2 separate regions of the Salvelinus alpinus genome follow, and region 1 is linked to region 2. A link is a contact called in public Hi-C data. All regions are on one chromosome and are shown on one strand. Each heading gives the region's core, a stretch centred on a gene start, on an enhancer-like site or on the middle of the called end of the contact. The rest is flanking DNA. Distances are from core to core; before and after follow the strand shown.

What was found. Hi-C and Micro-C count contacts between places; a contact is called where the count stands out from the background.
Region 1: a Hi-C map of liver shows a contact between it and region 2, with 7 times the contacts expected there. The contact joins the promoter of LOC139546312 here to the promoter of LOC139546311 in region 2. A contact is called at or near these places in 2 of 3 Hi-C or Micro-C datasets (liver and muscle).

Annotation. Positions count from the first base shown.
Region 1 is chr20:12,609,597-12,614,911 of SLU_Salpinus.1, forward strand. It overlaps LOC139546312 (protein mono-ADP-ribosyltransferase PARP15-like), which reads right to left and starts at 3,327. Exons shown (of 7, transcript XM_071354544.1): 1 at 3,198-3,327; 2 at 1,685-1,963; 3 at 1,192-1,320; 4 at 900-1,064. The coding sequence starts at 1,952.
Region 2 is chr20:12,457,505-12,462,922 of SLU_Salpinus.1, forward strand. It overlaps LOC139546311 (calcitonin gene-related peptide type 1 receptor-like), which reads left to right and starts at 3,950. Exons shown (of 13, transcript XM_071354543.1): 1 at 3,950-4,221. tfpia (tissue factor pathway inhibitor a) reads left to right here. Exons shown (of 6, transcript XM_071354542.1): 6 at 1-1,559.

The DNA of each region.
Region 1 (5,315 bases), core at 2,077-4,576, 150 kb after region 2:
CTCATATTGAGGATGTTGATTTGCATTGGTTTTGACCCACAAATGATGAAAAGAGAATTTGGCCAGGCACACAAAACCAAAGCATGGATTACTGTCTTTAAACTGCTTACAGAGTAAGGAAACCAAGGTGTAATTTTGTGATTTGGGTGAATTCTCTCTTTGACTTCCTCTTAGTTACAGCCGCACAAGAGGAAATTATCTTACTACTAGCACACAGAAGAGGAAAATAGCTTACTACACGATTAGCCATGTACAGGATGTGGAATAAACTTCAAACTTTGAGTGTGTTGATTCTAACAGTCAACTTGTAAAAGTTTAAATGTGACAGGCAGAAAATGGCAGAGGCTGACTAGTGATTAACTTTCACTTTTACTTTTAGTAATAGATGTTCTTTTTTGTTTAGGAAGGACTTATAGCCAATATCAGAGAAGCACTGTCAAAACTTTAGCCATGCAAAAGTAAATGATTGCAAATAAGTTCACCTTTTGAAGTATAATGGCAACAGATTGGTTTACGGGTGAGACTAAGCTCTTTGTCAGTGCAATATCGAGACACATTCATGACGTCACCTGATCCAGTTTCATTAGAATTATTGTTTCTTTATTGACTTAATAAATGTGTTCACAGGTTGTTTTGTGTGAGTGATGGACCTTTTTCAGTCAAAGTTATAATGCTTGTTCCCGCACACAGTTTACGACAGCTGTGATTGATAACAGGAAATATGTGTATGTATGACGTGCGCCCAGTTTATAAATCTCAATATTTTGTTTACTTTTCAGAAATGGTGCATGCAGAAATGTAGTGTAAAATGTACACAACAGTTATTAGGCCCCTGTTCTCTAACACAACTACAGCTCAGGTTGAGCCCTGTGAAGACAAAACTTGCCTAAATAGTTTACCTGGACACTGTGAGGCTTGTCGGACTGGGGCTGGAGGTGGGGCCTGTGTCCAAGACAAATCGAGGTTGCCATCGATGTCATTGTCCGTTATCATTTCAGCAGAGATATGACTGTTATTGATTGCAACCATATTTGCATTTGGGGGCGGTTGGCTGAGGTTAATTCCTGAAAGATACATTTTGTGTCCAAGTAACTATACAGTTGTCTTATGCTCTTCTTATGGTGCTGTCTGTTAGTAAGCAGCACAACTTCATTAGAATGACCATGTTAGCTTATTCATAGTAGCACTCACCAGATGGATTCAACTCTCCTGCTTGGATGGTTTTATGCATGATCAAGTCCTTTTTAATTCGGTTCCTGGTAACTAGTCGGGAATCAACAGTGCTGCTGCAATCCGCATAAACCGTTGGGCTGGATGACGCTTCAAAACAAATGTGTTATTGCCTTGTTAGATGATGACCTTTTGTATGACTTTGCAGTCTGTAAAAAAATCACTGGCCCGACAAACCTGACCAGTACATTTTATATTCTGTATACTAAAACACATACACTGAGTTGGGCCCAATAACCGAAAGGTTTCTGCTTCAAATCCCAGAGCCGACTAGGTGAAAAATGTGCCGATGTGTCCTTGAGCAATTCACTGAACACTAATTGCTCCCATAAGTCACTCTGGATAAGTGTCAGCTACATGACAAACATTTTAAATGTATGTTTTCTAATAACTGCTATGAAGTGCTTAAATGTCTTTAATCACTACAAATGTTCATGTAATACTGCTATTTTACCTTGTGTGTTTTTGCTGAAATGCTGTTGAAGGCCTGGATAATGTGCCTTCTCTTTCTTCAGAATCTCATAGAACTCCACACATGCACCCTCCCCCTTTTTCTTGATTTCATCCAAAAGAAGACAGATCTTCTCTGCAGCAGTGGCTTGGTTGGAAACAGCTTTTCCTTGTTTAACTGATAAAATATCTTCACACTTTTCAATGATATACTCAGGGTCTGTTGATAACCACTGGCCCAGTTCCGTCTTCATTGACTTCAGAAATTCCATGGTCTAAATGTCTAAAAGAGATGGATACAGTAAGGAATGGCACAAAAGTTATTATGCATACTGTAAACTACTCAACTAACAATATAGACATATCATTATGTTATGTGAAAAGCAATCAAACATGAGTGACAATAAAACAACAGTCAACAGTTCGATAGAAGTGATCCTAATACTGTACAGAATATATTACCTGAGTACAAGCTATCAATAATCATAATTAACATTGAAAGGGTTGTCTGATGTAACCATTGGGCTCATTGTAATGTAGTCTGCTTTAAAGTTGTTTTTACTTTCACTACTGAAGACATACAGTATATTTGATGTAAATGTGATATCAGTACTGTTTTAATACACTTAAAGGAAATAATCACCCATTGTAACGGTTGTTCTCCTCCTCATCTGAGGAGGAGCAGGGATCGGACCAAAACGCAGCGTTGGTTGAATACATAATGAATTTATTAAACAAGCGGAACACGAAGCACACTTGAATAACTACAAAACAACAAAACGACGTAGACAGACCTGAACATGTGAACTTACATATAATGAAGAACGCATGAACAGGTACAGACTAAACAAACGAAACAGTCCCGTGTGGTACAAACACTGACACGGAAGACAATCACCCACAAACAAACGGTGTGAACAGCCTACCTTTATATGGTTCTCAATCAGAGGAAACGTCAAACACCTGCCCCTGATTGAGAACCATATAAGGCTAATTACCAATGAACCTAAACAAGAAACACATAACATAGACTGCCCACCCAGCTCACGTCCTGACCAACTAAATAAAGCTAAACAAAGGAAAAACAGGTCAGGAACGTGACACCCATGTTGAATGTTATATCGTTTTTGTACATCTCTGAGCGATGTTCTATCGATTCCCAGGATGATTTCATGTTTTTATTGTGTATCTGAGTTCAAACAGGCAGACATACAGCCGGTATGACGAGTTGCATCATAGGATTCAAAATGGGTGAATATTTCCAAGAAGGAACATTTCATGCCATTACAAACTGTACAACATCTACGGAAGACAAAAGGAATAGACTTTAGTTGATAAGCTGTATCTGTGGGAGAATGAGAAAGTACAAGCACTTCTGTTTTTGGTGAGAGAGGTGGAATGAGAGAAGTCTAGAGTCCCGTAAACTAGACGAGAAACAACTGTTGTTCAAAAGAGCGGGAGCAGCCATATCTCACACAACACAGGTTAAAGACTGCAGAACAGGAAGGTAAACTTACCAACAAGATGTTTAACAGAGCAGGATCTGGTAGTTAACGTAAATGTGGAGACGTTACAACTTTGCGTACTGACAAGCTATGTGGCTGATGCAAACGAGCGCTTACTACTGACAGGAAACGTACTTCCTTTATGTAAGTATAGCCAATAACACGTGCAGGCCTGTAAGGGTGCAGCCTATCGAAATGCACGTTTTGTTATGAGTAAGAGATGGGACACGTGTGAAGTGAAACTAAGATTCATTATTACGTTTCACCATGTTTCTGTTCAACAGATGAATACAGTAGGATGTTCAAAACTACCTGTAGGCATTGTAATCCTGAATTGACACAGAAAGGGCAATTTTGTGTCCATGTTGACAGGATCCTGTACTTGTGGTGTGGTGGACCTCCCCATTCCTGTGAACTCACATGCAATCTAAATCACACTATCCTGTACTGCCTGTAGGTCTACTCTACTGTACTGCCTGTGAACTTACCAGCAATCACAATCACACTATTCTGGATTTGACTCCTTCTTTCCTTCCCAGTCAGGAATGAGAAAATAGCAAAAGACCTTCTAGCGGAGTTAACCCTGGCAAATCAATTCACCTGTCAAATAACTGTTAACTTCCTTAGAGATCTAATCTACAGTATTACACTGCAGCCCCTTGACAATACTGACACGGACGGACTGAATTCCCCCTTGAATTCAGAGGAACACACAGGGGCAGACTTGAAGCTGAAAGACAGAGTTTGGTCATAAGAGCTGACTCCTGTTATATCAGTGGAGGTGATGTTTGATAGAGGATGAGTCACACAATAAATAACACACACATAGGCTTTATACTAGGCAGCGTGTCGTCCCTACCACGTCGTCCATCATTTCCAGATAATGTACAGAGCGTCTGCATTCATCCCTTACATATATCACATATATAGGCTTTATACTCGAGAAATACTAGGTAATTGCACAGAGACAAGGTAGTACCTACTGTACAGTACTTCTTCTGTGTCCATTGTTTTATTTCAAAATAGAAGTAAAAGTGGTAGGTAACTACCTAATCTTATTCACTTGGAGTTACAATTGAAGAATGACTATGTGCAGTGTTGAAAATGAATATCATGTTTAAGAGACGCTGAGCATCAGGACAGTTATTTCACACAGTACATTTTCTGAATATATGGTCATTATTCAAGGGGTCATCATCGGTCATTTCAAAGATGTGTCCACACTATAAATGTTTTTTTTCCGATCACAATTAAAAAAAGCTTTTAACAACAAGATCTTACGGAATTTCTAACCTTTTTTGTTTTGTTTATGAAATACAAAGCAGACCTTTGACTCTATGGACCTCTAGTGGTTTATAACCATACACACCACAACAAGAGCTCAAGTTGTATTTTAACGGACTAACATCAGTGTTGTGTCTATTTAATTCACCTTACTACAGCGAACTCAACTATTTAAAATAAATGCAGGGTTTTCCCATACAGATAAAACAACTAATGGTCAGGATCTATAGCAGCTGTCTAGCTGTACCGTATTTGGCTTTGTAGAAGCTGTTTGAGCTGTTGATGTGTGAGCCATTGTAGTTCTGTAGTCGTTCAACACAGCTAATTAAGCATGTAATCACTTCATCTCCAAGGTATGCATGGATGGTAGTATCTGAGGGACCAAACCTTGAGCCTTTGTAAACTGACATTGACAGTAAGCATCTATATTAATCTGACCCTACCGTGTACCATTATATGGACAATACACATACAGCTGAAGTCGGAAGTTCACATACACCTTAGCTAAATACATTTAAACTCAGTTGTTCACAATTCCTGACATTAAATCCTAGTAAAGATTCCCTTGTCTTAGGTCAGTTAGGATCACCACTTTATTTTAATAATGTGAAATGTCAGAATAATAGAAGAGAGAATGATTTATTTCAGCTTTTATTTCTTTCATCACATTCCCAGTGGGTCAGAAGTTTACATACACTCAATTAGTATTTGGTAGAATTGCTTTTAAATTGTTTAACTTGGGTCAAACATTTCAGGTAGCCGTCCACAAGCTTCCCACAATAAGTTGGGGGAATTTTGGCCCATTCCTCCTGACAGAGCTAGTGTAACTGAGTCATGTTTGTATGC
Region 2 (5,418 bases), core at 2,700-5,199:
CTATTAAACCCTTCCTACTTCCTATTAATATTAAACCCTTCCTACTTCCTATTAAACCCTACTTCCTATTAAACCCTTCCTACTTCCTATTAAACCCTTCCTACTTCCTATTAATATTAAACCCCTCCTACTTCCTATGAAACCCTTCCTACTTCCTATTAAACCCTTCCTACTTCAAATTAATATTAAACCCTTCCTACTTCTTATTAAACCCTTCCTACTTCCTATTAAACCCTTCCTACTTCTTATTAAACCCTTCCTACTTCCTATTAAACCCTTCCTACTTCCTATTAAACCCTTCCTACTTCCTATTAAACCCTTCCTACTTCCTATTAAACCCTTCATACTTCCTATTAAACCCTTCCTACTTCCTATTAATATTAAACCCTTCCTACTTCCTATTAAACCCTACTTCCTATTAAACCCTTCCTACTTCCTATTAAACCCTACTTCCTATTAAACCCTTCCTACTTCCTATTAAACCCTTCCTACTTCCTATTAATATTAAACCCCTCCTACTTCCTATGAAACCCTTCCTACTTCCTATTAAACCCTTCCTACTTCAAATTAATATTAAACCCTTCCTACTTCTTATTAAACCCTTCCTACTTCCTATTAAACCCTTCCTACTTCTTATTAAACCCTTCCTACTTCCTATTAAACCCTTCCTACTTCCTATTAAACCCTTCCTACTTCCTATTAATATTAAACCCTTCCTACTTCCTATTAAACCCTACTTCCTATTAAACCCTTCCTACTTCCTATTAAACCCTTCCTACTTCCTATTAATATTAAACCCTTCCTACTTCCTATTAAACCCTACTTCCTATTAAACCCTTCCTACTTCCTATTAAACCCTTCCTACTTCCTATTAATATTAAACCCCTCCTACTTCCTATGAAACCCTTCCTACTTCCTATTAAACCCTTCCTACTTCAAATTAATATTAAACCCTTCCTACTTCTTATTAAACCCTTCCTACTTCCTATTAAACCCTTCCTACTTCTTATTAAACCCTTCCTACTTCCTATTAAACCCTTCCTACTCCCTATTAAACCCTTCCTACTTCCTATTAAACCCTTCCTACTTCCTATTAAACCCTTCATACTTCCTATTAAACCCTTCCTACTTCCTATTAATATTAAACCCTTCCTACTTCCTATTAAACCCTTCCTATTAATATTAAACCCTTCCTACTTCTTATTAAACCCTTCCTACATACACTACTTTTGAATGAGTCTTTATTTATATCATTCTTATTTGACTTTGGTATGTCCTTGTAGTCTTGCAGCAATTGTATAAAAGGCTTGTTTTGGCCTATTGTGTAATGTTGTATTGCTTATTGTAACCTTTTAACCGTTTGTAAGAAGATTTTTTTTAGTAATATCACAATTTTATACATTTTTTTTACTGTCACATACCAAATACCGGTATATAATTGTATTATTTTTTCTTCTTGAGGACACCAGACAAGTTTTTTTTTGTTGACAAATGATGAACATTAATTATCCCAAAAGCACTGCACATGTAATATCATACAATAAAGCACATTATCTGTATCAAGTACTGTACATCATCTATATCAATTACTGTAAATGATCTGTTTCATTATTTTACCCCTTCATGTGAGTAATATCTTGTCATGTTTCTTTTTTCCATGGTCTTTTTTTTTTACCCAGGTGAAAACAACATATCAGCAACCCATTGGAGACTACGTTTAATTTGGCATAGTCATCAACATTGCATTTTTGTGCAGATGTTCATTCTGTTCCAAGTCCCCTTTCATATTGCAGTACAGCAGGCTATTGGAATTGACTCCACTGACAAGTGCATCACTTAGACACAGGGGGGCAGTGTTGTATTATCATGATAGTTCTAACGTTTCCATAATGGCCTTCACTTGAATGATATATGACTCCAAATTGACAAATGACCTATTCGTTTGTTGGGAATTTCTCTGCAATCATAGCCTACATTCATATTTTTTTATAATAATGTAATGACCTCGATAGATTATAAATGAGACTATGTCCAAAACAGTTCTCGAGATGTGACACTATTCTTCCACGAGAAATACCATTTGGTGTAAAACGCTGGTGCTGCTCCAGAATCTACCATAAGTGTTCAATTGGGTTGAGATCTGGTGACTGAGACGGCCATGACATATGGTTTACATCGTTTTCATGCACATCAAACCATTCAGTGAACACTCATGCCCTGTGGATAGGGGCATTGTCATCCTATGGGGGCATAGCCATGGTAGCCAAAATGATGGCCAAAAGTATGGCTTGCCCAGCATTTTTTACACATGAGCCTAAGCATGATGGATGTTAATTGCTTAATTAACTCAGGAACCACACCCGTGTGGAAGCACCCGCTTTCACCATACTTTGTATCCCTCATTTACTCAAGTGTTTAACTGATTTGGACAGTTCAAATCAAACTTTATTTGTCACATGTTTCGAAAACAAGTGTGGACTTTACCGTGAAATGCTTATTTACAAGCCCTTAACCAACAGTGCAGTTCAAGAAAGAGTCAAGAAAATATTGACCAAATAAACTAAAGTAAAAAATAGTTACCTGTATGTCAGTCAGTTGACCTACTTATGATAAAGCCTATGGGATAAACCAAGTCTAATAATGAGATGAACACTCACAGAGCGAGCTTCTTCCATATGAGAAGACATCGAATTGCGGGTATGTTCCTGTCATTTAGAACCAGGCCGAATGTTTACAGCCAATGCATTGGAACAAACTCTGCAGACACAAACCCAAACAAAAGAGCGAGGAGTACCTTGAATAAATAACACACGTGCATGATGATTAACACACGGGACGAGACCCATGATCATCTGCGCAATCCACAAGGGCACGAAAGCCCAAAACACACAGCACCAACGGACAATGTAACAATAAATGGACAGCACCATGGTGAACAAAGGACACATACATACAAATACAATCCGTGGGAATAGTGGCCAGATGTGTGTAATGAAAGTTCCAGAGGAATCGGTGACAAATACACAAGGTACAATTTCAAAATTTGTTTGTGCATCAGCAGTTTCTTGTTATGTCAGTCACTGACAGTCACTCAATTAGCCCATGTCAGCTAACATGTTTTAGATTGGTAAATTAGTCTAGTGGCCAGCTATCTACATTTGTAGTAAACATGGTCGAATTACCGACCTGGCCCGGCCCCCCGTTGAATTTGTTAGTCACTCTCACTCAAATATTGCAATGTATTCGTCGTCTGAAGAAGAGGAATCATCGGACCAAAGCGCAGCGTGGTAAGTGTTCATGCTTGTTTTATTAAAACTGAACATTATAACAAAAATAAACAAGAGAATATCCAAAAAAGTCCTGTAAGGTGAAAACACTAAACAGAAATTAACTACCCACAAAAACCATGTGGGAAAAAGCTACCTAAGTATGGTTCTCAATCAGAGACAAAGATAGACAGCTGCCTCTGATTGAGAACCACACCCGGCCAAACACAAAGAAATACAAAACATAGACAAAAGAACATAGAATGCCCACCCAAATCACACCCTGACCAAACCAAAATAGAGACATACGTGCAGGTCGTGACAGATATATTAAAAACTGCAAACATTTCTCTCCACACTATGGCAAAACGTGTAGAATTGCAGGGCATTAACTGTAAAACTGCAAGATGTTCTCTATGCCACATGGCAAAATGTGTAGAATTGCAGGAAATTAACTCAACATTTTTCTTATATCTGCTGTCAGAGGGGGGGCGGCTAAAATGCTTTGCTGGCAAGGTGGGGTTAACAAAATTTCGCAAAAGACTTGGTCCGGCTCTGACTACATGTGTGGGTAAGGATGTGCGTATACAGATGCGCGAGCCACTGCGCCGCCCCATGATGATTTCAGACGTTTTGTGTGCCCCACCCCTATCAAAGTTTCCCATCCCTGGTCTATATCATGCAATCTGCGTGGTGGGTTGGTGGGTTCTCCTGAAGAGCTGTAGGCTAATTCGTGATGTAACAGGAAGTAGACTAATGTGAATGCCTCCCACAATCTGACAGCGGCTCCAGTCTGACACTTTATTCATTGAGTGTTGAAACCCTTTAGGTTTGGTTCACTACCATTGCTGCGGAGGTTGCATTTGTGAAAATAAAAGCGGTCGCTGGAGTGTTTGGTCGGCTAATGTGACTTTCTAAATCGCGTTGGCATTGGATTGTGAACTATTCGCATCAGGTAAGAACCATTCGAATAGTGTATTAATAATGGGAATATTTACAGATCTGGTTTAGGATTACTATTTTATTTTTCCACTTACGCATCGATTCCAGTATCGATGCATAAGTGATTTGCTTTTCCTTTTCTAAAATCAATAGCCTATACATATCCAATTCAAGCCCATGATAATCGGAAAGAGTCTGTTGCATTTCTGTCTGGTAAATTTAGACCTGAAACATGCTTTTTAAAGCAACCTGGACTGATTTCAGTCTACTGTCGACAGGGATAACAATAGCCTATTTCTTGTAGTCTTCCAAAAAACAATTACGCACCGCAGCAGATAGGTTAGTCATTTGCACTATTTTGCATAACTCCATAGGGAAATTAGAATTGAATACCCCTAATTGGGTCAATAACGAGGCTATATATATATGTACAAACCATGTACAAACCATGTACTATATATACATGGTTAAATAGTACATGGTTTGTACATGTGTACAAATAGTGTGTACTATATATATATATATATATAGCCTCGTTATTGACCCATCATACATGCAACAGACTCTTTCCGATTTAACATGGTTAAATAGTACATGGTTTGTACATGTGTACAAATAGTGTATGATGGGTCAATAACGAGGCTATATATATCCTTGTTATTGACCCATCATACACTATTTGTACACATGTACAAACCATGTACTATTTAACCATGTATATATAGTACATGGTTTGTACATGTGTACAAATAGTGTATGATGACTCCCGTCATCAGCATACAATCATTGGTAATAGCCTATTAATACTTAATCCTTAATTTAGGTTAGTTTTTGACAGCTTTGTTTGATCTATGACATTTGAAAGGGTTTGAAATTATTGGAATATTAAACAAATGCAAGGTAGCCTATAAGTACGTTTGCACTGCAACATGCTACGTAACATGTTTATAAGGAAGACAACACCTGCAATATTACATTTGTATTAACTCTCAGCCCCCATTCATGATGCGTTTTTTACAACCTTATATAACCTTTCCAAACTTTAGGCTACAGTGGAACCTAAGTGTTAGGCTACCCCCATTTACATTTTAGCGCACAATGTGGTGGGTAGGTAACCTATAAATCATAAATTATCATGATGAACATGTTAATGCAAAACGAAAAGGATTTCCTGGGCATTCTACAAGTTTATATGTCATATTGCTGTTTG